Linked DNA regions of Sus scrofa: region 1 is linked to region 2. A link is a contact called in public Hi-C data. All regions are on one chromosome and are shown on one strand. The core of a region is the stretch at or near the end of the contact, and the rest is flanking DNA. Distances in the headings are between cores, read along the strand shown.

What was found. Hi-C and Micro-C count contacts between places; a contact is called where the count stands out from the background.
Region 1: a contact with region 2 is called in a Hi-C map of epiblast stem cells, with 2.8 times the contacts expected there. The contact joins the promoter of UPK2 here to the promoter of LOC102160985 in region 2. A contact is called at or near these places in 2 of 5 promoter capture datasets (fetal skeletal muscle and liver) and 18 of 47 Hi-C or Micro-C datasets (alveolar macrophages, embryonic fibroblasts, epiblast stem cells and 9 more).

What each region holds. Positions count from the first base shown.
Region 1 is chr9:46,199,245-46,201,984 of Sscrofa11.1, forward strand. It overlaps UPK2 (uroplakin 2), which reads left to right and starts at 1,268. Exons shown (of 5, transcript NM_214012.1): 1 at 1,268-1,373; 2 at 1,850-1,981; 3 at 2,172-2,310; 4 at 2,567-2,637. The coding sequence starts at 1,298.
Region 2 is chr9:45,980,876-45,983,575 of Sscrofa11.1, forward strand. It overlaps LOC102160985 (trehalase-like), which reads left to right and starts at 1,374. Exons shown (of 4, transcript XM_021062946.1): 1 at 1,374-1,506; 2 at 1,597-1,689; 3 at 1,822-1,938; 4 at 2,035-2,700. The coding sequence starts at 1,613. The coding sequence ends at 2,161.

The DNA.
Region 1 (2,740 bases), core at 18-2,517, 220 kb after region 2:
TCCCTACCAGGACCCTGGCCCTCCTCTGGGACTGGAGAAGGACAAAGAGGACCCCCTCTGTGGAGGTCTACGACCTCTCCTGACCAAGTAGTCCACTCACCACAAGTGGCTCTACCTCTCTGAGTCTCAGTTTCCACATCCACAAAAGGTGGCCAATGCTATCTGCCACCCAGAATGGCTGTGAGGGTGGAGCAGGCAAAGCCTCTGTGCCATCAGAGAAATTGTGTCTCTTTTTCATTTTCTCCCAGTGGGTTTCTTTCTCGTCTTTATTCTTTTTTTTTTTTTTTTTTTTCCTGTCTGTTGTATTTTTAGGGCCGTGCCTATGGCATACGGAAGTTCCCAGGTAGGGGTCCAATGGGAGCTGTAGCCCCGGGCCTACGCCACAGCCACAGCAATGTGGGATCTGAGCCACGTCTGCAACCTACACCACAGCTCACGGCAACACCAGATCCTTAACCCACTGAGCAAGGCCAGGGATCGAGCCCACGTCCTCATGGATGCTAGTTGGGTTCGTTAACCGCTGAGCCATGATGATAACTCCTCTTTCTCTTCTTTAGTCTCAAACAGTTCAACAAAGGTTGCTGACCAAGGCTGATCGTGCCCACCCCCCAGCCCCCCAGACTGGGCCAGTGCCCACCCCTTGGGTCTCTCTGGAATCCTGCCCAGCATCAATTGGCTCCACTCTCCAGGAGGATGGGAAGCCCTGTGGCCCCTGGGACTCACACCCCTCTGCATCTCCCAGAGTGCAGGACCTGGCCTTCAGGAGACACCAAGAACTGGCTCCCCCGGCTCTGCTGCCCCCACCCCCTACTACCAGTTTCTCTCCCATTCCTGCCCAGTCCAGGCCCCCTGGGGTTACTCTCCTCTCTCTGTACACCAGTGCAACCTCAGAACCTGCTTCCCTCCTGGGAACACCCACTACCACGTGGGAGAAGGGGTCGTCTAGGGGTTGGGCCCCAGATACACTTGTAAGCAGGAACACACGAGCCCTTACATGTGGGTGTCCCGGAAGAAGGGGGTTTTCCACCCCCCGCTTTAGTCACCCTGCCCCTCTGCAGCTGCCTGAGCCACCAAGACCCAGCCAAGGTCTCCTGCCTTCTGGCCTGAGGGCCAGCTCCCCATCCTGAAAAACCTGTCTGGGGGCCTCCCCTGAGGCTGTAGGGCCCAAGGGGCAGGTTGAACAGGATTCCCCTCTGGCCCCTCCTACCCCCAGGACAAAACCAGAGCCCCAGGACAGGGCCTCACTTGCCTCAGGAAACCACAGCTTGCCAGCACCCAGCCCAGCACCAGCCCAGCTATGGCATCCCCATTGCCTGTCCGGACCTTGCCCTTGATCCTGATTCTGCTGGCTGTCCTGGCTCCTGGGGCTTCAGGTCTCCACCATCTCTTGCCAGGGTGGGGAGGGGCTCGGGGGTCTGGAGGGGAGGCACTCTGCCTCAGGGCTCTCAAAGCTGGCCGACTAGTCAGTTGGTGGTCGGGGACTGATGAGGGCAGTGACCAGGCATCAGTCACTGGGCCCAGGGCACACTCTTGGTCCCCTTCCCGACCCATGGGGCAGGGAGGTGTGGGGAAGGATCCAAAGCTTTGGATAGGGGTGGGGTTGGGCCCTGCCCCCTCCTGGCACCCAGGGTCTGGCATCTTGGTGGAGCACCCAGCTTCTGCAGCCCAAGCCTGCCACCTGGTGGTCAGAAGGGCAAAGACTTGGGTTCTGCTAATGGACTGCAGAGTGGAATAGAGGCTTCAGCCTTACAAAGGTCCCCCTCCAGGGCATGGGCGGGCAGAGAGGGGTAGATCTGAGGGCGAGAGGGGGATGGATTCTCCCCTGAACTCCCTCCTGTCCCTCCAGCCAACTTCAACATCTCAAGCCTCTCTGGTCTGCTGTCCCCTGCGTTAACTGAGAGCCTGCTAGTTGCCTTGCCCCCCTGTCACCTCACAGGGGGTAACGCCACACTGATGGTCCGGAGAGCCAACGACAGCAAAGGTCTGCTACCCCCTCCCAGGCATTCCCTAGTCCCCAGAGATCCCTTCCCGGGACACTCCCAGCATCCCCTTCCTTCTCTATCCACCCCCTTCTTGGACCGTCCATACTAAATACTGCTGGTCTCTCTGCCTCCAGAAACTTGACCTTGCCTTTTGCTCCCCCCCTCCTCCCACCCATCCCTGATTCCTAGTGGTGAAATCTAGCTTCATGGTGCCTCCATGCCGTGGACGCAGGGAGCTGGTGAGTGTAGTGGACAGTGGGTCTGGCTTCACAGTCACCCGGCTCAGTGCATACCAGGTGACCAACCTTGTGCCAGGAACCAAATACTAGTAAGTACCAGATCCAGACCTGGGGAACCTAGGGGAGGGGTGACAGGAGGAGAAGCTGGGCCTGACTTTTGTGGTGGTGGTGGGATGTGGTCAGCATGGGGGGAGAGCGAGGGCAGCTAAAGGGTTCAAGAATGGGCCTCTCTTGGGCACCCCAGGAGGCACAACTGTGGAGGAGGAAGCCGGGGCTCCCTCTTACCCTCTGTCCCACAGACTCACTGAGGATTCTCTTCTCTCTCTCCCAAACCTCACCACAAAGCATCTCCTACCTAGTGACAAAGGGGGCATCCACGGAGTCCAGTAGAGAGATCCCAATGTCCACGCTTCCTCGTAAGTAACATCTCAGGACCCCAGAGCCTCCCCTGGGCCCTCCCACCCCCGCAGCTGCCCCTCCCCGTGCTCCCCTAGCACCTTTGTGTACCTCTATTCTCAC
Region 2 (2,700 bases), core at 124-2,623:
TGGCTGCCACTTGCCAGAGGTCACGGGACAAAGTCAGGGATAGAGCTGGTGGTCCTGCCTCCAGTGTAGCCACCTGCCTAGCTGCCCCCTCACCTCCAGGTATTTCAGAGCCTTGTCCACGTCGCCTGGGTTAGAGAAGAAGCCAGCCCAGAGAAGAGTTGGTAAATAGATAAAACTCCCAGGTCTTTATATGTTCAAAGTGGTGCTTGAATCAGCCACCTTTCTCTTCATCTCACAGAACAGGCTTCAGGGTGGCCACTCATAGCTGGGCCCAGAGGATCCCGGACTTCATATCTGGATTGGCCACACAAATTTCAGCACTTCATAGCTTGAGAGTCATTTTTCTGGGTGGCAGTGGGTTTAGAGAAGTAACCAGAGCCCCCAGTCTTGGGCCCTACAGAAACTCTCTAGAAGGAATTTTGGAGGGAGCAGGGCAGCATCTACTTCTAACTCCTCCCCTCCTCCCTGGAGCCCCCCCTGTCCTCCCCCAGGCAAACCTAGCCTGTCCTCCACCCCCAGGCTGCCCGGCCCAGCCCTTTACACCACGTGGCTGACTGTGTTCACTCCCTCGCTCCCCTGCTGGCTGGGTTCCCTCTTCCACGAGCTCCTCGGGCCAGGCCTCTGCCACTGCCGATCGGGGTCCATCCCTGGGCTCAGCACAGTCTGGTACACACTTTCTCTCCTTCCTCCGAGGCTCAGAGAGGGCAGCGGCTTGCCCAAGGCTATACAGCACCCGACCTCTGGCCTGGCCCCCAGGGCCCTGGCACCAGCTGGCATGGAGCAGTGCTCCAGGCTCCTGGGCCAACCTGGGCCACATCCTCACCCAGCCCCTCACCCAGTGGGAACGATCTCAAGCCCCTTGATTCCCCTTCAAATCACGGACAGGCTGACCTGCTCCCCACTAAACCCACCTCACTGGCATAGAACTGGGAGGGGATGAAGCGAGAACACACCTGATGTGGACACAGCCACCCCCTCGGGGCCTGCCTGCTCTCCCTCAGCCCATTCACCACATCTGCCTCACTGGGGAAAGGTGCTGGGGCTCAGCCACACCCCGGCCAGATATCCTGGGGCCCTGATGGTGGCAGCAGAGACACGGGGGCACAGGGAGCCAGGAAAATGGTCCCCCAGCTGGGTCCTAATAATGGCCACTGCGGGGTGAGCACCTGGGGTGTCAGGCTGGGCGGTGGTGGCTCCTGCACACCTTCGTGCTCTTGCTGGGGCTCCAGAGGCCAGCCGGGGACACGAGCAGACCACGCTCCCCACGGCCCTGGCCTTGACCGAGGCCACACGGCAGAGCTGCCCCAGAGCCAGAACCCACAGCTGCCAGGGCCTCCCCCGCGGCCTCCTCCCGCCTCCCCTCCACTTGGCCCTGGGCTCCCCGCACCCTCTCTCTTGACTCCAGGTGAAGCCAGAGGTCCTCAGCCACCCCGAGCGGTCCTCTCTCATCTACTCGGGTCACCCGTTCATCGTGCCAGGAGGACGCTTTGTCGAGTTCTATTACTGGTGAGCGGCCAAGAGCTGCGGGGGTCGGGGGGCTGGGGCCAGCGGGGCGTCCCAGGCGGGGTGGGGGATCCTGAGCTGTCCTTCCCCCAGGGACTCCTACTGGGTGATGGAGGGTCTGCTCCTGTCCGAGATGCCAGGGACGGTGAAGGGCATGCTGCAGAACTTCCTGGACTTGGTGCAGACGTAAGAGGCCCGGGCATCTCAGCCGGGGTGCAGGAGGGGCAGGGCCCTGGGCTTGGGCCGGGATCTGCCTGGGCTCGGGGCGGGGGGTGGTTGCAGTGGGGGCAGGGGTGTCAGCGGCCCTGTTCTCGGCAGGTACGGACACGTCCCCAACGGGGCCCGCGTGTACTACCTGCAGCGGAGCCAGCCCCCGCTCCTGAGCCTCATGATGGAGCGCTACGTGACTCAGGCCAATGACACCGCCTTCCTCCGGTGGCCACCCCGCCCCCTGCTGCCCTCGCCCCCCTTCCTGAGGCTCCCTGGGGCGGGGCGGGGCGGGGGCTGAGCTGGTGCCTGGCTCCACCCCAGGGACAACCTGGAGACCCTGGCCTTGGAGTTGGACTTTTGGACCAAGAACAGGAGCATCTCTGTGAGCTCTGGGGGAAAGAGCTACGTCCTGAACCGCTATCATGTCCCCTATGGGGGACCCAGGTGAGGCCGTGCCTGGCCAGCCCTTCAGTCTCTTGTGTGTTCACTCTGGTTTGAGTGGCCAGACTCCCCTGGTGATGGTGATACTGAGGGCCTGGGGGCCTGTGTTCCCAGGAAAGGGGTCCCAACTATGCTCTGGGGGCAGCGTGGCACTGGCTAGATGCCCTGTTGTGCATCACCCCTTTCTTGGAGGTCCAGCCCTGGCTCTGGGCCATCGCTGGGGCAGGAGACACCCTAGGGGGCCAAGGAAGCAGGCAGGACCCCACCAGGAGTTGGGGCGGAGCCCCAGCAGGGGAGATGTGAACAGCTCTGTCTGCAGAGGCAGTGGAGGAGCCCCCTGGGGAGGACTCCCAGAGGTCAGACCACTGTGGAGCCTGCTTCTTTGCAGCTTGGCCACCAGCCAGGCTGGGGCAGGAGAGAGGGCTCTCCTCCTCTCGCTACCCTCTCCTCTCAAGGCAGGGCCTAGAGCAAGACAAGGGAGCCTCACAGTCCCCTCCCCCGGCCCTGCTCAAACCACAGCCACCTGTAGATCAAAAACAACTTTTT